6 separate regions of the Mus musculus genome follow, and regions 1, 2, 4, 5 and 6 are each linked to region 3. The links are chromatin contacts, called in public promoter capture Hi-C maps. All regions are on one chromosome and are shown on one strand. Each heading gives the region's core, a stretch centred on a gene start, on an enhancer-like site or on the middle of the called end of the contact. The rest is flanking DNA. Distances are from core to core; before and after follow the strand shown. Region 1 holds the start of BC049762 (cDNA sequence BC049762). Region 2 holds the start of 0610009B22Rik (RIKEN cDNA 0610009B22 gene). Region 3 holds the start of Mgat1 (mannoside acetylglucosaminyltransferase 1). Region 4 holds the start of Cyfip2 (cytoplasmic FMR1 interacting protein 2). Region 5 holds the start of Nhp2 (NHP2 ribonucleoprotein). Region 6 holds the start of Phykpl (5-phosphohydroxy-L-lysine phospholyase).

What was found. Promoter capture Hi-C pulls out the DNA fragments that hold promoters and counts their contacts.
Region 1: a contact with region 3 is called in a promoter capture Hi-C map of pre-B cells, with 4 times the contacts expected there. The contact joins the promoter of BC049762 here to the promoter of Mgat1 in region 3. A contact is called at or near these places in 3 of 39 promoter capture datasets (embryonic stem cells, liver and pre-B cells), 2 of 484 Hi-C or Micro-C datasets (CD4 T cells and Th1 cells), 1 of 115 datasets of contacts at active chromatin or transcription factors (bone marrow-derived dendritic cells) and 1 of 9 other capture datasets (adipose tissue).
Region 2: a contact with region 3 is called in a promoter capture Hi-C map of pre-B cells, with 5 times the contacts expected there. The contact joins the promoter of 0610009B22Rik here to the promoter of Mgat1 in region 3. A contact is called at or near these places in 2 of 39 promoter capture datasets (liver and pre-B cells).
Region 4: a promoter capture Hi-C map of hippocampal neurons shows a contact between it and region 3, with 11 times the contacts expected there. The contact joins the promoter of Cyfip2 here to the promoter of Mgat1 in region 3. A contact is called at or near these places in 4 of 39 promoter capture datasets (hippocampal neurons, liver, pre-B cells and 1 more), 2 of 484 Hi-C or Micro-C datasets (B cells and embryonic stem cells), 5 of 115 datasets of contacts at active chromatin or transcription factors (acute myeloid leukemia, astrocytes, differentiating embryonic stem cells and 2 more) and 2 of 9 other capture datasets (liver and macrophages).
Region 5: a promoter capture Hi-C map of liver shows a contact between it and region 3, with 3 times the contacts expected there. The contact joins the promoter of Nhp2 here to the promoter of Mgat1 in region 3. A contact is called at or near these places in 2 of 39 promoter capture datasets (liver and pre-B cells), 1 of 115 datasets of contacts at active chromatin or transcription factors (large pre-B cells) and 1 of 9 other capture datasets (adipose tissue).
Region 6: a promoter capture Hi-C map of liver shows a contact between it and region 3, with 3 times the contacts expected there. The contact joins the promoter of Phykpl here to the promoter of Mgat1 in region 3. A contact is called at or near these places in 2 of 39 promoter capture datasets (liver and pre-B cells).

What each region holds. Positions count from the first base shown.
Region 1 is chr11:51,261,608-51,264,307 of GRCm38.p6, forward strand. It overlaps BC049762 (cDNA sequence BC049762), which reads right to left and starts at 1,397. Exons shown (of 3, transcript NM_001382322.1): 1 at 1,026-1,397. The coding sequence starts at 1,050. Clk4 (CDC like kinase 4) reads left to right here and starts at 1,507. Exons shown (of 13, transcript NM_007714.6): 1 at 1,507-1,662.
Region 2 is chr11:51,687,153-51,689,964 of GRCm38.p6, forward strand. It overlaps 0610009B22Rik (RIKEN cDNA 0610009B22 gene), which reads right to left and starts at 1,482. Exons shown (of 2, transcript NM_025319.2): 1 at 1,396-1,482.
Region 3 is chr11:49,249,008-49,251,806 of GRCm38.p6, forward strand. Mgat1 (mannoside acetylglucosaminyltransferase 1) reads left to right here and starts at 1,545. Exons shown (of 3, transcript NM_001110150.1): 1 at 1,545-1,648; 2 at 2,543-2,667.
Region 4 is chr11:46,310,940-46,313,982 of GRCm38.p6, forward strand. It overlaps Cyfip2 (cytoplasmic FMR1 interacting protein 2), which reads right to left and starts at 1,419. Exons shown (of 31, transcript NM_133769.3): 1 at 1,288-1,419.
Region 5 is chr11:51,618,190-51,621,148 of GRCm38.p6, forward strand. It overlaps Nhp2 (NHP2 ribonucleoprotein), which reads left to right and starts at 1,584. Exons shown (of 4, transcript NM_026631.4): 1 at 1,584-1,788; 2 at 1,893-1,962. The coding sequence starts at 1,629.
Region 6 is chr11:51,583,326-51,586,044 of GRCm38.p6, forward strand. Phykpl (5-phosphohydroxy-L-lysine phospholyase) reads left to right here and starts at 1,456. Exons shown (of 13, transcript NM_028398.3): 1 at 1,456-1,554; 2 at 2,189-2,307. The coding sequence starts at 1,496. Col23a1 (collagen, type XXIII, alpha 1) reads left to right here. Exons shown (of 29, transcript NM_153393.2): 29 at 1-600.

The sequences.
Region 1 (2,700 bases), core at 147-2,646, 2.0 Mb after region 3:
GAGATCCATTGTGACTCATTCATGGTGTGGCCTTTAATCAACTTTGCTAAATGTGAAGGGATTCATTGTTTCATAATGGGAGCTTCAGAGACAAATCACCATGAAACGAGCCTTTTCAAGACAGACCCTTTTGGTCTTGCCAAAAGATGGACTCAGAATACTTTTCTCTAACTGATTAAGAAAAAAGTAAGTTGTTTTTTACTTTGTTGCATGAATGGAGGCAGTAAGTATGACAATGAAACCGTAAGCTAGCAAAGTTTGAATGGTATTTTCAGGAGTTAAATTTGTCATTAAAGCAAGGAGCTAAGAATCACCTCTTAGAGTTGTCTAGATTACTAAGACTGTCTATAAAGTGATTGGCATAGAGTATTTAATTAATCTGGTTATGACAGCTCATATTTATGCTTCAAGCTCTTGGAGGAAGGAGATAAGAGATAGGACGACCAGAAGAAGTTCAACCCTACTGGGTTAGACAGTAATTATGGTGTTGGATTCTCAGCAGTTTTGTTTTTTGAGTTTTGATCTCATGTAGCTCAGACTGGCCTTGAACTTGCTATATGGCCCAGGATGACCTAGAATTCCTGATCCTCCTGTTTCTAAATCCTAAATGCTGGGATTACAGGCCTGCACCACAAAAGCCCAGTTCTCTGAAATTAAAAAAGGATATATATTAAGAATTTGTTATGTCGCCAGGCAGTGATAGTGCACGCCTTTAATCCCAGCACTTGGGAGGCAAGAGGCAGGTGAGTTTCTGAGTTCAAGGCCAGCCTGGTCTACCGAGTGAGTTCCAGGACAGCCAGGATTACACAGAGAAACCCTGTCTCGAAAAAAAAACCAAAAAGTCTGACCACAAATGCCCGTTTGTTGAGTAACTGTAGTAGAAAATCATGAGGCTGCCATGGTTGTAACCGGAAGAATACTGTCAGAAGTCTTAGGACAAACCTCCCCATTCCTTTCGATTTGCTGGCTGAGAAGGCGAGGAGGAAGAGAGAGAGGAAGGCAAAGAGAAAGAGAAGGGTAAGCACCTGCTACGCTTGTTTTTAGAGGCATATTCAGGTAAACTTCTCCAAATCCAGTTTAGAGCGGAAGCGCCAGGTGACAGCCATATCCTGGTCACTGAGCTGCCCTAGCTGGGAGCATTCGGGGACTCTGCGCTCTGGTGGCTCTACCTGGAGCTGAGGTTGAGGGGCGACTGGTAGATGGAGTGCGATGAGCTTCCCACTTTAAGCTGATGGGAAAAGGTCAGAGGTTGGCCCTACCCAGCGTGGCCACGCCCAGCAAAACTCTTCGAGAGCCCGACGCGCGCCGCAGACTTAAGGCGGGCTTCCAGGTTCACCTAAGAACAGAAAGAACCTCAGCCTGACAAGCGGACAGAACCTCGTCCTACCCGCGCCTCCAGCGCTGCGCAGCCGCAGTGTGGCTGATCAAGCCCCGCCGTCCCTGACGTCACAGACCCCTCGTCCCCTTGCACGATCTGTGGGCGGGCACGAGGCTTCGTGACGCATGCGCGCTGGCTCGGCGTAGGTGGCGCTGGAGCCACCTGAGGAGGTTGTAGGGTGACGGCGCGGACGCCATTTTGTCGGTGTCTGTCGCAGCGGCTGGAGAGGAACGACGGCGGTTTGGCGACATTTCTCGGCCAAAAGGCCGCTTGCTTTTGCGGAGGTGAGGTGGGCAGTGTCGCGCGGAGCCAGGTGTCTGAGGAGAGAGTGGGCTTTGGGCGTCAGCACCGGGAGGATGCGTCCGCGGGGCTGGCGGGGTGCCTCTCGGCCGGCGGCGACAACACCCGAGCTGCCGCGGTTTCGCCGCTCGAGTCAAGGCCCGCAGGCCCCGGGTTCGCCCGACGGTGCGGTCCGGCAGCTTGGGCCTCGCTCACCTCTTGTCAAGGCCTCGGCCGTCCATCGCAGGAACCAGCGGGGAGACCCTTGGCGGGACGCATCCCCGGTACTAGTGCCGTCCAGAGTCGAAGTCACCCCGACCCCCTACTCACCCCTGTCTGTGGCCTCGGCCGTTTGCATAACCGGAGCCTTTTCCAAAGTCCGCTATTCGCTCTGTTGTTCAGCTCTAAGGGCCCTGGCCAGCTGCCCGGAAGAGGTAGGGCAGGCGCTGCGGCGAGCCAGGCAGCGGCTGGAGTTCACCTCCAGCTTCGAGGATCACACTTGGGAAGGAAGGTTCGTCCTTCATGCCAGGCGGTCACCCCACCCCAAGCCCCCCCTAGATCTGGGTCGCCCCGATTGCCCAGGCATTATGTAGGCCAGGCAGGACTCGAACTCAGGAGATTCTCCTGCCTCTGCCTCCTGAGTGATGGGATTAGAGAGCTGAGTGATGGAATTAGAGAGCGAACATTGCATTTACATTGTGACAGCTCTGTTGCTCAAGTAGCCAACCCTCTAAACCAGTGGACCGATTGTCACCTGGTCTAATGTTAAAGCTGCAGATATTTGGCCTAATTTTGAACACGCACCCGAGGGCCTCTTGTACCCCCACTTAAATGGGAGACTGAAACTTCTAAAACGTGGTGGAGAATAATATTTCTAGTATGAGCGTATACATATGGGTTCCATTGTATCTTTTATTGAAAGGATACAGAGGATTGTAGCATGATTTTTAAGTGTTAGAGATAGTGTAATATTTTGAGGTAGCTTTTCTTTCCTGTGTATGAAAGCTCTCATGAGCTCAGAAATCTTTTACTTTGCCTCCTAA
Region 2 (2,812 bases), core at 232-2,731, 2.4 Mb after region 3:
TACATAAAATGTCCTATGGAACCATGTAAGGGCAGACTTAGCAAGGCAACAGGAAACAAGATCAATAGAGAAACAAATGGGTTTCTATAGACCAGCAGCTAGTTCCAGAGTGATAAAAAAAAAAAAAAAAAAAACAAAAACCAAAAACCAAAAAACCCAGGATAAGGGACTATCGTTTAAGAGACACGTCATAAAATAAAAACTATAGCTTTAGGAATTTAATCAAGGCTTTCAGTGGAGGTCTTGGTGGTTAAGATCATTGGTTGCTCTTTCAGAGGACCTAAGTTTCCACTAAAAATTTCCGAAGAATTAAAGAATCTCACCTATTCTTGAAAACAAGTAAATAATGGCTGCTGGTTCAGGGGACTCGTTTTTCCTCATTGGTGTATCCACCATTAAATTGTGTATGCTCCATAAATAAACCCCTACCCATAAATACCCAAGTTAAACTCAGTGGGTACACACGCATGCTCAGTCCAGAACTCAGTAGGCAGAGGCTAGAGGATCTGTGAGTTCAAAGCTAGCTTGTTCTGCAAAGCAAGTTCCAGGACAGTCAGGGCTACAGAAAGAGACTCTGTCACAAGAAGAAAGAAGACAGGAGGAGGAGGAGGAGATGATCAACTTCACAAAGTTGTCCTCTCTTACACATGTACCATATAGCAAGCAGGCACTCCCATGATGTGTCACATACATCCACAATAATAATAATTTTAAAAAATGTATAGATATGAAAATAGAAGGGAAAGGGGGTTCAGTGGGTGTGGGATGAGAGGGTGACAAGGGCTGAAAACCACATTAAAACACATGGATGAACCTGCCAAAGGATAACTAAAGATACTAGGATGGACTGTCATCCTTGCTTTGGGGCTATTAAAGATGGCGATACATCTATTTACCCACAGATTCATTTACAACACGATGACAGAGTCCATTAAATAAACCCGTACATTTTGCTATTTTATTTTGTTATTAACCTTTTTTAAAAAATAAAATAAAAGGTCTTATGAAGCCCAGACTGGCCTACAAGTATCAGAAAATGGCTTGAATTCCTTACCCTAGCTCCCCCTTTCCAGTGCTGCGATTATCTTACACTGCCCCTCTTTAACTGTTTATTTCTGGTGCTGGGGACCAAATCCCAAACCTCCAGGTGCTAGGCAAGGGCTCTGCCCCTGAGCCACAAATCCCAAGGAAAACTCAAAGTACGCACCCACGAAAGTGACTGAACTGTATGTGCCCAGCCTCCCTGGACGGCCCCCACTTTCCCAGTCTCTAGCTCCCGACTTTTTGCTTTGGGCAGGGTCTTGCTGTCCTACAGCACTTGAGGCAATCCCTCCGGGCTCCTGAGCGCTGGGATCACAGGCGAGTGCGGGATTTTGACAACTATAAATACCTCACCTAAGCCGACTTCCCTCTAGTTCAGGGGCAGACAAGCTCAAAGAGGAAAGCAGGTCAGCCGGCCATCACACACACTCAACGTCCACCCCGCGGGGTAGCTCCGCCCACCGACTAGCCGAGACTGCTCACTGCGCATGCGTACATGTTCCCGCCTCTCCGGGAAGGACTGAGCGGCCTGCGCCGGCTGCCGACCTGACGCAAGTGACGGAAGACTGAGCATGCTCAGTAACGCGCTAAGCCCGTCCCCAGCCCCGGTCCGGCCGCCATCTTGGATCAGGGCAGCTCAGTCGACCGGGCATGCGCACATGCGTCTCTGAGCAAGGCTGCGCTAAGGGTTTTGTCCGCCATCTTGGGTCAAGGCCTCATGGGACGTCGGGGTCCCCGCGGGCCTCCTCTGGCTCTTAGAGCAATCCTTGCCTTCACCGCACGCGTACTTGCTTATGTTGTCACTGACGTTCGCCTGGAGGTGTAGAGACCGGAAGCCTGGCGGGAGATGTGGACCAGACTGCCAAGTGAGGCGGAGCTTTTAACTACAAGAATGCCAGAAAGCAAAATGGAGGTTGCAGCACCGGGCGCTTGTGTCCAGACGGTGCTGGCCGTATGCGTGGGCGGAAATGCGTAATGGGAGGGTGGTTTAGGGCGCAAATCACTGGTGTTAGGTGCTGTTAATCATCAAGGACTCTGCTCTTTCAAGTGTATGTCTGCATTGTTCACAGGTTTTCCTTATGTGTTTATTATAGTGAGACTTATCTAGCGTTGGCGTCCTGAATTCCTTCTTCCCTTAAACAGACATTTCGAAGCTACTTTGGCTAAAAATCATTGACTTCTCTCTGGGGCCACAGAGTGACTAAAGATAAAGTTTGGCATTTCTGTTTTCGTTTTGTGTTTGCTAGAAACATAAACAAAGCGAAGTAGCTCTACAAGGCACGTTCTATTTGTAAAAAAGGTGTTTCAGGATCAAAATCATGGTGTCTTTTCCCCAGTGGCTGGGGTCCGACCTTCATGCTTGGCTAGTTCTGAAAGAATAAGCTTAGAGGAATGGAGTTAAAGGTCTGTATTCCAGGCAGCAGGGAATTCAGGAGGGAGAAAGGATGCATGAGGTTTATAAACAAAACTTTACTAGGTGGAGAAGATGTTTGTTTGTTTGTTTGTTTGTTTGAGTGAAGCAGCTTTCTTTTATTGGCGGTAGTGAAGAAAATTTTTGGAATATTGGCCAATGGCAGACTACCTACCTACCTTTGATAGATAAATAACAAAACTGATTTCTTACATCTCCTTTGCTTTGGTCAGGTACCTGCCCACTTCTACATAAGCAGCATGTTTATCCATCCATTTCATCTCCCTTCAAAATTGAAGGCACAAAAAAGTCATTGTCCTAAACCTCTGGTCATCTTGATAGGAATGGGAGTTAGGGAGG
Region 3 (2,799 bases), core at 295-2,794:
CCTAAATCTAAAATCTGGCTATGACTTCTGACTTAACAGCTTCCATACACCCAAAGCCTCAGACTTCTCTCTGCTGAGCTCTGCAGAGATGCGGGAGAGTGTACAGAGAGGCCAAGAAAACAGGCTTGGACGGAAGGGCAGCTTCCTAGTGTCTCCTGACAACTTTGTTTTACTTCCTCACCTGCCCACAAGGGCCCTTAAGGTACTCCCACTTTCTGCATAATTCCTGGTGTCTGGTACGAACAAGTTAGTGAGTAACACTCAGTAAGCACAGACCTAAAAGTCCCGGTTACCTTGGGGACTCTGGAACAGTAGTGATGAAGTCTGTAGGTAGGAGGGTCTGTCTGAGGTTGAGTATATCTAGTAATCAACTGGCAGTGCCTCTGCTCCCCTCATGGGTGAAAGATCCAAGGGTGGTTGGAGCCAAGGCTTATGCAGAGGGCCAGGCACAGCAGGATGTGGGAGCCAGTGGGGGCTGTGGTACCATGGTGAGTGGACAGTAGGGATTCCCAGACATCTCTGATTCCAAAATGGTCCTGTCAGTGAGATGTGGCTTACTGTGAGTTGCTAATAATGCACGGCTCAGATCTCAGAAATAGTTTGTGCTCCGGGGCCACTGCTGACATCTAAATCAGACCCTGAAACTCCTGGTTGTCATCTTTCCTCCCCCACTCAGGCTGCTTGAGGCTCTGATTGAGGTACTTACCAAGTACTCTGTTCAGTTGGGTCCTGATGAGTCTCCCTGCCCCTCCCATGTTTCTTTTGCTTTAAAAAAATACCAAGGAATACAGATCCAGGGGTTTCCTTCCCCCTCCCATTCATTTTTAGGGTTACTCCAAAAGCCTGTGATTGATTCTTTCCTTCCTCAGGACTTAGGTTCAGTGTACAGGCCTGACTTTGGTTTCCCCGCCCATAAAGGGGCACACACACACACACACACACACACACACACACACACACAAGACAGAACTGAAACGGCGGCAGGCTGGCTCTTACCCACCTTGGGCAGCAGGTGTTTCCTCCCTATCTTCCCTTTTGAAACCGAATACTTGTTGCTTGCACACCCTCACCCCTCTCTTGCTGTTTTTTTTTTTCAACTAATAGTCTGCAACTTCCCTCGCATAGAGGAATGGTTCCCAGGTTCTTAGAATTGAGGTTGGTGAACGCTCTTCTTGCTGAGGAAACGCTTCTAACACCACCAAGTGCTGCACCCCTCAAAGTCGGTGAATCTCTAGATTCACTGGGCTGGACAAGGGACACTCTTGGGAAAAGTCTTTACTGGACAAGGCTCAGGGTGTGAGTGGGGTTGGCATCTACACAGGAGCTGCAACTGAGAGGGAAAGGGCCTCAAACAAACATCTCTGCTACCACTGCCTTTCGAAGTTGGGGGACTTGGGAAGACCCGTTGTTTAGATCTTGACCGGTGATCAGGAAGTCAGCAGTAGAGGAAGGCCCTGGAAGGAGGGGCCAGCGCGGACTCGCCCGTGGCAGGGCGGGGACCAACAGAGGGGCCTAGGGGCTGGGGAGCGCCGCCCCGCCCTCCCGGGGAAGGACCACATTGCCGGCTAGCAGGAAGGCCAACCAGACCGGACGAGGCCGCTCCAGCGCTGGGTGTTGCCGGTCCGGGGCGAGCCTGGTTCCAGGCGGGGTGAGTTGAGAGGATCCGGTGAGCTGGGCCGGGGGACGCCAGCGTCCTCAGTCCTGGGGCTTGTCCCAGGAGGACAAGGACCCCGGAGGAGAGAGGCCGCGCAGCCAGGGGAGTCGGGTCTGAGTCCCGAGTGTGCTCCAAAGCCAGGGCGGTGAGAGTGGCGGGCCCGCCCGGGGCCGCGCAGCGCGCAGTCTCCCCCACGCGGGGAAGTGGGAACTTAACGCACAGCTACAGGATTCCTGGCCTTCAGCTGCTAGAGGGAGGGTGGCTTCTCCAGGAGGAGCTGTTGTGAAACTCGGCAGGAGGGCACCTTGGGTGCGGGGCAGGGCAGGGCAGGGCAGGGGAGAGATGGGGTCGCCCTGAAGAAGTGGGAGACTGGAGTGGAAAGTGGACTTTATGCAAGCCTCACCCCAGCGTCCAGGCTTCATAAGTTACTAGGGCTGGCTTTTGCTCAGCCACAAGGAAAATTTGACTCAATGTTGAAATATGTGATTTGGCAAGAAAACTTTTTTTCCTAGCCTCCTTTCTAGTATGTTTGGAACAGGGGGCTCCCAAGAGGTGCAGAGCCCCCCCATTGTTCAAAATGTGGTTCAGAGGGACTGTGGCCCACCCATTCGAGTCTCCATGGAAGAGTGGCCTTCTGGTGAAGCTTCTTTTTCTTTAACCTTGGCTACTGTAAGGCTCTCGTGCTTGAGAATATTGCTGGCCAGCTTGATTGCCTGTCATTAGTACTATTTAGACTAGAGCGTCCTTGATTCTGGGGTCTTCCCGTTTCCAGTCACTAGTCCTTGACTTTTTAGCATGGAGATCACCAGTAATGGCAACATTACATCCCACTTCTGTTTCTCAGAAGGCTGTATTACAGTGTGTTCAAACTCCATGTCATTGCAACAGGTTAAACTCACTTTCTGCTTCGGACGTCAAGGTATTGCCATTCTAATCCAGACATCAAGGGCGGTGGAGAAGACAAAAGTCGGTTGTCTGTTTACAGAAGAGGAACTGAGGCAGTGGTTCTTCAGGTAACGGCTTCAGGGCTGTCTGTCTGGTGCCAGGCTATAGCAGCATTGTGTTTCCCTTTGACCTGTTCCCAGGTGAATAGCCTGTATCCCTCCTAGGTCTTACCCTCTATACTCTTGAATTATTTAGCATAT
Region 4 (3,043 bases), core at 169-2,668, 2.9 Mb before region 3:
TTGTATTTAGCTCTTCAAGATAAATACCACTCACTGGCTCCTTTCTCAAGCAAGTTTGACAGGAGAGAAGGGACCCAAGGAGCATCGGGTGGAGGGGGGGAAAGCCACAGAAGGGGGGATGGTGGTAGGGACAACTACCTTCAAGGACTTACAATCCCGACTATAGATATTAATCTATATTTTTGTCCTCCGACAATGGCGGGAGGGGGGGGTGTCACTGAGTGCTAGGCAATGGTTCTTGCAGGGCCTGTGCCCAAGAATAAGGCTGGTCACTTCTAAGGGAAGGGGTCAAGAGGTAGAAATGGTTGCTTAGGAGCAACAGTCAGTCGTCAGTCTGATCCCTAAGTCTTCCTGCCCAACTGTGGGGCTGTGGGCACTAAAGAATTGGGCTAGCCAAGTTCTAAGTCTGGACTGGAAAACACCCAGATAGTCGCGGGAGAAAACCAACAGTCGGTTCAACCATGCTCCCTGCCCCCACCCTTAGCCACAAGCTACTCCTCTTCCTGTACACACAGGAGGGCTTACCTTCCTGAAGGTGATGTGGCAATCTCCCACAACAGACAGGTGGGCAGCTAAATACGAAGGAAACCTTGACCCCTAGGATTCCATCACCCCACCTTTCTCCTCCCCAAAGCCATCCAGGGGAGAGGCGCTAGTATAGGCCAGAACGCTTCGAAGCAGGTCAGCCATGCCTCCCGGCTCATCAGAGCTTTCCTCTCCCAAACCGTGCCGCTGTGGCCCCGGCCCCACCCGGCTTCGGTTCACCGCGGGCGCCCAGTACCCCCTTGCCTGTCAGGCGGGCCCAGGCAGCTCTCTCTGGCCTTGGCTGAATGATGGTGGCCGCGACCGCAGAGGCGGGGACTGCCCGGCGATCTGCAGTATGTAGGTGCAGGGATGTAGCCCCCTCTGGGCTTGTGGCCCCTGCAGGTATCCCTGGTCCCCGAGACTATCCCTGCCTCTTTTTAGGGCGGGTGGCTCCGGCCCAGGCCACGCACCTGCTGTGGCTGCCGCTGAGGCTGCTGCGCGGAGCTCTGCGCTGTACCCACGACTTCTGGAAAACGCTCCCTGCCCAGGGCGCCCGGGGCGGCCGAGGGGAGAAGGGACAACACAGGCCTGTAGCCCGGCCTCCAGGGACCTGAAGCCGTGTAGCCTCGGGCGCCAAGCCAAGCGCCCCCAACGGGCTGGGAGAAGTGGCGCCCGCCCCTCGCGCATCCTCAGGAACGCATCCACCGCCTAGGCAGCATTTCGGTTCCTGCATCAGCCCTGTTGTCTCCGAGAGTCCCTTACCTGGCTCGGTGGCAGGTCCAGGGGAGGGACCCGAGGCTACCGCAGGGCCCCGCGCCGGGGCGCAGGATGCTTAGCCCCGCTCCGCCGCTGCGCCGGCGGACCGCCGCGCCCCGCCCGCGGCCCCGCCTCTCCGCCTGCCGCGGCTCCTCCCCTGGCCGCGGTGCCCAGCCCCTTCGCCGCGGCTGCTGTCACACAAAGAGCCGGAAATGGCTGCGGCGAGGGGCTCCCTGCGCACCCCTGACCTGCAACCTCCTGAACCCATACCTTCCAGCCTTAGAGTATCCAGCCTCCGGACTCTGGAGGTGGAGGAGGGACGACTTTCCTGCTGCCGCCTGCATCACCAGCGACACCTGCCACTCCAGAAGGAAGGAAGCGTCAGCTCCTTTCGCATCTCCCCGGTGTCAAATTATTTTCATATAGTCATTTATTCACCACATCTTTATCGACTACCTGTTTTGTTCCAAGCATCTTGCCAAGAGCCAGGCACGCACTAGTGTGCAGTAGAGCCCCTGCTCGCTTGGAGCTTATTATTTGCCAGCATTAACTGACCTAACAGGAGTCCAATGACAGCTGCTTTCCCAAAGAAGGGAGCAGGCTAAGTGAGAGGTTGAGCCCTTCCACCACTTGAAGAATAACTTCCCAGAGGGCACGGGCTCAGAGGGCACGGGCTCAGAGGGCACAGGCTCAGCGGGAGAAAGCGCTTGCAGCCAAGCTTGATGATGACCTGAGTTCGATTCCCAGGATCCACAAGGTAGAAGGAGAGAGACAGCTTCTGTATATTGTGTTCTGACCTCCACCCACATGCATATATGCACATTACACAGACACACAGACACATACACACACCCATACACACACACAATAAATAAATGTAATAATTTAAAAACAAAGAGAAACATCTACTTCCTTTCCATTTCTTAGTGTAAAAATGTACAGCTATTATGTGTGTGTGTGCGTGTGTGTGTGTGTGTGTGTGTGTGTGTGTGTGTGTGTGTGCGCGCGCGCGTGCCCATGTCGATCCCATTGAGGTAGAATTGACTCGTGGACAAAATCATGATAAGCTGACTTTTAGGCAAACCTAGGAAGGAGCTGAGGAGACAGAAGCCTCTTAGATGCTGCTTAGGGCTCTTCAAAGAATCCATTGCTCCTTGAGACATAACTCGGAGGGCTTTAGGTAGGGATGAGGCCAGCTGCATTCAGTCCTGACCTGAACCCACCCCAGCATGGTACTGCTCTGAGTGGGAGATGCAGTACCTGCAATAAAGGGAATAATAGTTGCTCTGGGTACCATATATATATATATATATATATATATATATATATATATATATATATATATATATATATATGTGTGTGTGTGTGTGTGTATGTATATAAAGTATTTATTTTATTCTGTGTGTATGGGTATTTTGATTGCATGCACATATATGTGTACCGCATGCATGCCTGGTGCCAAGAATAATCTGGAACTGGAGATACAGATAATTGTGAGATGCCATGTAGGTACTGGGAATTGAACTCAGGTCCTCAAGAGGAGTAGCCACGGCTCCCAACTGCTGAGCCATCTCTCCAGCCTGCCCTCTTAGGGGAACTAATTGGAAAGTACTTGAGAGCCTGATTTATGTATAGAGCAACAAGGAATAAAATCTTGGGTCATGAGAACCTTCTCCAATGCTTGCCAGACGCCACAAACTTAGACTTGCACAGTTGTTCCCTGTAAATGGCTACTGATAGAGGAGCCACTGTATGCAAATCT
Region 5 (2,959 bases), core at 334-2,833, 2.4 Mb after region 3:
CCACCATTTAGTAATCGCTTACTGAGACACATCCAGGCCTCCCTACAACCTAAAAAAGAGAGATGATTTCAATCTTTACTAGGCTACCCAGTGCTCCTTCCTCCAACAGCCTTCCCTGGTTCTGTCTTTCTTGGCAATTCAGAGAATGTATCCCAATCTGACATATCCTGGTCCTCTTGCTGCTGTCCAAGTGATGGCTTTTAGTGGCTGGAAATCATACTCAACTATCTCACAGGTCTCATAGTTGTCAATCAGGGATAGGTAAGTTCTGTGTCCTTCACAAAACACAGATCTAAATGTGGGCCTGATTTTTGGCATCTGGCACTCAGGATCCTCCTTCATATTCACCCTTACCAGCTTCAGTCCCTCTACGTCACAGAGCTGAGGTCCCCGTTTCCTGTTGCTCCAGGGTTCTCATTAGCTAGCTGGACTCTTCATCCAGCACATGTCACCTTCCTTCCTACCTTTCTGGTTTTTCAGATTTGCTTTTAACATTTAAGAACTTTTGATTGATTTATTTCCTGTGTGTGAGTGTGTTGCCTGAAAGCACATCTGTGCAGCACATGCACTCCTGAGGCCCTTGCAGATTAGACATTTCAGATCCCCTGGAACTGGAGTGGGTTTTTTTGTTTGTTTGTTTGTGTTTTTTTGTTTGTTTGGGGGGGGTTGGTTTTTGTTTTTTGGTTTTTATTCAAGACAGGGTTTCTCTGTATAGCCCTGGCTGTCCTGGAACTCACTCTGTAGACCAGGCTGGCTTTGAACTCATAAATCCACCTGCCTTTGCCTCCCAAGTGCTGGGATTAAAGGCATGCGCCACCACTGCCCGGCCTCTTTTTTTTCTTTTTTCTTTGCGGTTTTTTTTTTTTTTTTTTTTGGAGACTGTTTCTGTGTAATCCTGGCTGTCCTGAAACTCGATCTGTAGAACAGGCTAGCCTTGAATTCAGAGTTCCTCCTGCCTCTGCCTCCCAAATGCTGAGAGTAAAGGTATGCACCACTACTGCCCAGCGGAAGTCACTATGTAGACCAGGCTGACCTTACTGCCCAGCGGAAGTCACTATGTAGACCAGGCTGACCTGATCCACCTGCCCCTGCCTCCCCACTGCTGGGATCAAAGGTGTGCGGTTTATAGTTTGTGCAACAGGATCTAGGAGGGGGAAAAGAAAATATGAAAAAACTTTCAGGTGCGCCAGGCTTTACCTAACCAGCAGCAGCAGGTCACAAGGCAGGTCACAAGGAGCTCAGGGGACACAATCCCGTTGTGTATTTTCCTTCCACCCGCTCTTCAATCTCTCCGGGCCCCGCCTCTTTCCCTTTGGGCTCCGCCTCTTTCCCTTTGGGCCCCACCTCTCGGCCCCAGGCCCCGCCCCTTTCCCTCTGGAAACCCGGTTCTAAATTCGGCCTCCCTGGGATTCCCGCGGTGAAAATCCAAATCCCGTGCTTAGATTGACCTTTAACTCCGCCCCCATATCCAAAATCCCGCCCCTAGAGATCTACTTAGAGATTGGTCGGTGTAGAATATTTAGTTTCCCAATTGGTCACAGGGTAGAGCCACTTGAAAACCCGGAAGTGATGTCGGAGGCGGCGGCCGCGTGGTTCCTCTATGCCGGGACGGAGTTGTAGTTGCTAAGATGACCAAAGTAAAGGCCGCTCCCGAAGAGTCCGAGGCGCAGGCGGAGGGCTGCAGCGAGGAGCGCACGTACAAAGAGCTGCTGGTCAATCTGAACCCCATCGCGCAGCCCCTGGCTTCCCGCCGCCTGACGCGCAAGCTCTACAAGTGCATCAAGAAGGGTGAGGCGGGCGCGTGGCGATCGCGGTCCGGGACCGGTGACTTGGGCGGCCCGGGGTCGAGCCTCGTGAGCGAGGTGTCGGCTCACGCTTCTCTCTCTTTGTAGCTGTGAAGCAGAAGCAGATTCGTCGCGGGGTGAAGGAGGTTCAGAAATTTGTCAACAAGGGCGAGAAAGGGTAAGAACCCGGCTTCCTCTGGTTTTTAAGTTTTGTGTGGTTTTTATTTTTATATTCCAGTGCCGGGGATTGAACCTAGGGCCTTGTGCACGGTACACAAGTACTACGGCACTAAGTTTGGCTTATTAACTGGTTAAGAAGAAATTCCACCTACTCAATAAAGGTGAAGTTGACCAACCAGTCTAGCAGTCAACTCCCTTCACTACCAGTAAATGGAACTCCCAGTAAATGACAGGGAAGAGAATAGGAATCCAGCCCGTGTAAACTAGAGTCCTGATCATTCACTCTGTAGAACGGCACAACTTTTTCAGGCTCTAGGCAACGTGCTATATGTAGAGAGACATTTTCCCAAGTAGGGCAGGGGAGAATGCGGGCTAGCTTCCGAAGTATAGCTAGTTCAAGGCCGTCGTGGTCTATGGACAGGTCTCAAAACAAACAAAACTCCCAAAAGGAGAAAATGATAAGCCAGTGATAGGCCTTTAATCCCATCAGAGGCAGATCTCTTAAGTTTTCAGCCATGACTATGTATAGAGACCCTGTCTCAAAACAACAAAGGAAGAGAATGAATGAATGAAGGTTTATTTGGGGTGAGGGGGTGGAATCCTGAGAAGAGTAGGCTCTTGGACAGGGCAGTGTAGTGGCACTTACACAATGTAAGTGGTTACTCCTTTTAAGTGTATGACTGTTTTGCCTGCGTGTATATGTTGGTGCATCACTGGTGCCCTTGGCAACCAGAAGGCAAGGTGTAAGGTCTCCTTGGACTGGAGTTAGAAATGGCCATGCACCCCCAGAAATGGCTATGCATCCCCGTATGCCGGCTCTCCAGCCCTCCTGGGCTTTCTTTTTTTTTTTTTTTTGAGACAGGATTTCTCTGTGTAGCCCTGTCTGTCCTGGAACTCATTTTGTAGACCAGGCTGGCCTCAAACTCAGAAATCCGCCTGCCTCTGCCTCCGGAGTGTTGGAATTAAAGGCGTGCCCCACCATGCCCGGTTTTGTT
Region 6 (2,719 bases), core at 206-2,705, 2.3 Mb after region 3:
CTCCTGGCATTCAGAAGACAGTCGAGGTTAGCATACACCTGAAATCCAGGACACTGGACACGCCCAGTAGTGAAGCTGCTCACTGTGAATGCCAGCTGAGGAAACCCTGCTCTGGATTCAAGGGTTGGGCAGGGGAATGATTGCTTGTTGGTTGAGACAGGGTCTCAATACATAACTTAGGCTGGTCCCAAAGTTGCAGCTCTGCCTCAGCTTCCCAAGTGCTGGGATTACAGGCTTGCACCACCATGCCCCCCACTACATCCAAGTCTTGTTCAGTCCCTTCCTCCTTTCAGCCTGTGCCTTCTTGGCCTCCAGGGTTGCCTTGAAAGGACAGATGCCAGAAAATGGAGAGAGGATGGGACCAAGGACAGGAAGGATAGGCCTTTTCTGAGCAGGAAGATGGACTTTTAGGTAGGTTTATGGTTAAAAACATGAAATACCGCTCAGTTGGGGAAGATGGAAGGGCTCTGTGACTGGGTTTTGGTGACAAGATGCAACATTGAGAATGTACTAATGCCACTGAATTGTATGTACCCTTCAAAATTGCTTGTTTTTTTATGTATATTTTACCACAATAAAAACAAACAAAAACCACAAGAATACAAAGCTGTTCTTTAATAAGTGCTGTAAGCATTTTGCAGTTTTCTAGGGAAGAAAAGAAATAAGCTACTGGAGAATGGGGCAGCGGGCTGGCATGTGAACAAGACTGCCCCAGTCTGCTGAGGGGCCTTCTCAGGCCTTTGTTCCAGGGTTCATCAAGACAGTCAGCTCCAGCGCTCAACCCATAAGGGAGTATCCCTTCTCTCCCACCTCCGGGACCACAGAGGTCTCTTGTCACTCAGTGTGCTAGGTAAGAGTTCAGGAGACCTTGTTTTAGTCCGGCCTCTGCAGCGGGCCTATTGTGTGCCTCGGAGCAAAGCCGTTCTTTTCTGGGCCTGTTTCCTGCACAGTACATAAGGTAGGACTCAGAAGTTTTCCAAACCTCTTCCTATCTGCCCACTGCAAAATTCTCTTCCTGTAGCGACATGTCAAGTTTATCCTGTCTAATCCTAGCAAGAATTTCTAGAGATCTCCGTGGTCTGCCCCAGCAGTGGCACCGAACTCTACAGCGCCATGCCAGGAAGGCCTTTGTCCTTCCAGGGTGCCAGTAATTTACCCTCACAGGGTGTCACGTTATCAGCGCAGAGACAGCAACCTGCTCGGGCGTGCCCCGCCGCAGTTTAGAGTCCCGCTCCACCTGGCGGTCTGGGGACACATTCCTGGGAGGGAAACCTCGGGCGTAGGAGAGAAGGGCGAAGTCCGACCATGGATCAGCGGAGAGTATCCGCCCGTGATGACGTGAACTGCAAGCTATCTCGCTTGCAAGTTCCGTAAACGCCCGGGAAGGGAGCTCCTGGGGGCGGGACCAGCACTGAAGCCCCACCCAGAGCTGACGTCGCGGGCGGAGGCGGAGCTAAGCGCGCAGCATCTGGGTACTGGCTGACCGCTCGGCGCCATGGCCGCGGACACGCGCGCCAAGGCCGTCACTCTGGACCTGAGACGTCGGCTGCTCAGGTACCGGGTGTGGGCTCCGAAAGCGCGTATAGCGCCCACCCCGAGTCCCTGATTTCCCCGCCTCCCTCAGCCTACTAGAAGCGGCCGTGAACCACCCCGCGACTCCGGGGCGTCCCCTGTCCCGTGGAGCGAGCTTTGCCCCTGGCAGCCACCTGCATAAGGAGCTGGGCCTGGCCTGGGGGGCAGTCATGTCACGGGCAGGGTTACAGGAAGTCTGCTCTTGGCCTGTGAGGAGTATCCTCGGTGCCACGTGGAGAGAAGCTTATGGTTGGAACTTAGGACTGGAGCTAGCCATTACTAACGGGGACAGCAAGGCCACTGGGTTGGCAAGGAATGTTAGGGGCTGAGATGCAGCTCCTAACAAGGGGGTTTTCTTCAGGAAGCCATTCCGAAGCCCTTTTCACTGGGACTGGAGGAGTCTCAGTGTGCAAGCAAAACTGAGAGGGCCACAAAGGCTTAGTTTTGTCTCAGAAACTTTCTGCTCCGTCCTGTTCACAGGAATGGGGAGGCAGGGAAGTTCCACCGTGCCCTGCAAGCTTTTGTCCATCCCAGAATCAGGAAGGAGTGAAGGGGGCTGTAATGAGTGGAGGTCAGTCTTCAGACAGGGTTGTCGATCCTTTGCCTGTCCCCACAGCTCTTCCTGCAGACTCTTTTTTCCTGAGGATCCTGTTAAGATTATCCGAGGCCAAGGGCAGTACCTGTACGATGAGCAAGGGCGAGAGTACCTGGACTGTATCAACAACGTGGCTCATGGTCAGTATGACGCCTCTCACCCTTGGTGAGACAGGGGAGGAGGCTGAGGCCATAGATCTGACTGATAGCCTGGGTTGAACAGAACTGAATCGGATGCTCAGGGGGGCACCCCAGTCTTTGTGAAAAGACTCCACACCATAGCTGTGCTAAACCAGGCAGGCCTGAGAGGTTCACATGCCAAGGTCCAAGCTGCACGTCCCACGTGGAACTCACATCAAACCAGGCATATATACAGTCCACCCATCCATGACCACAAATGTAGTGTGCTCATCTTGGCCTCGTGCAGGGTGCTGACAGCAGGCCTTCACCTCTATTGACTACTATAGGGGTAATAGGAAACTTTAGTATGAATTCAGCCAACTGGGCTACCACAGCTGTTAGAAGGCACATTGCAGGCAGGTAAGGGTTAAAA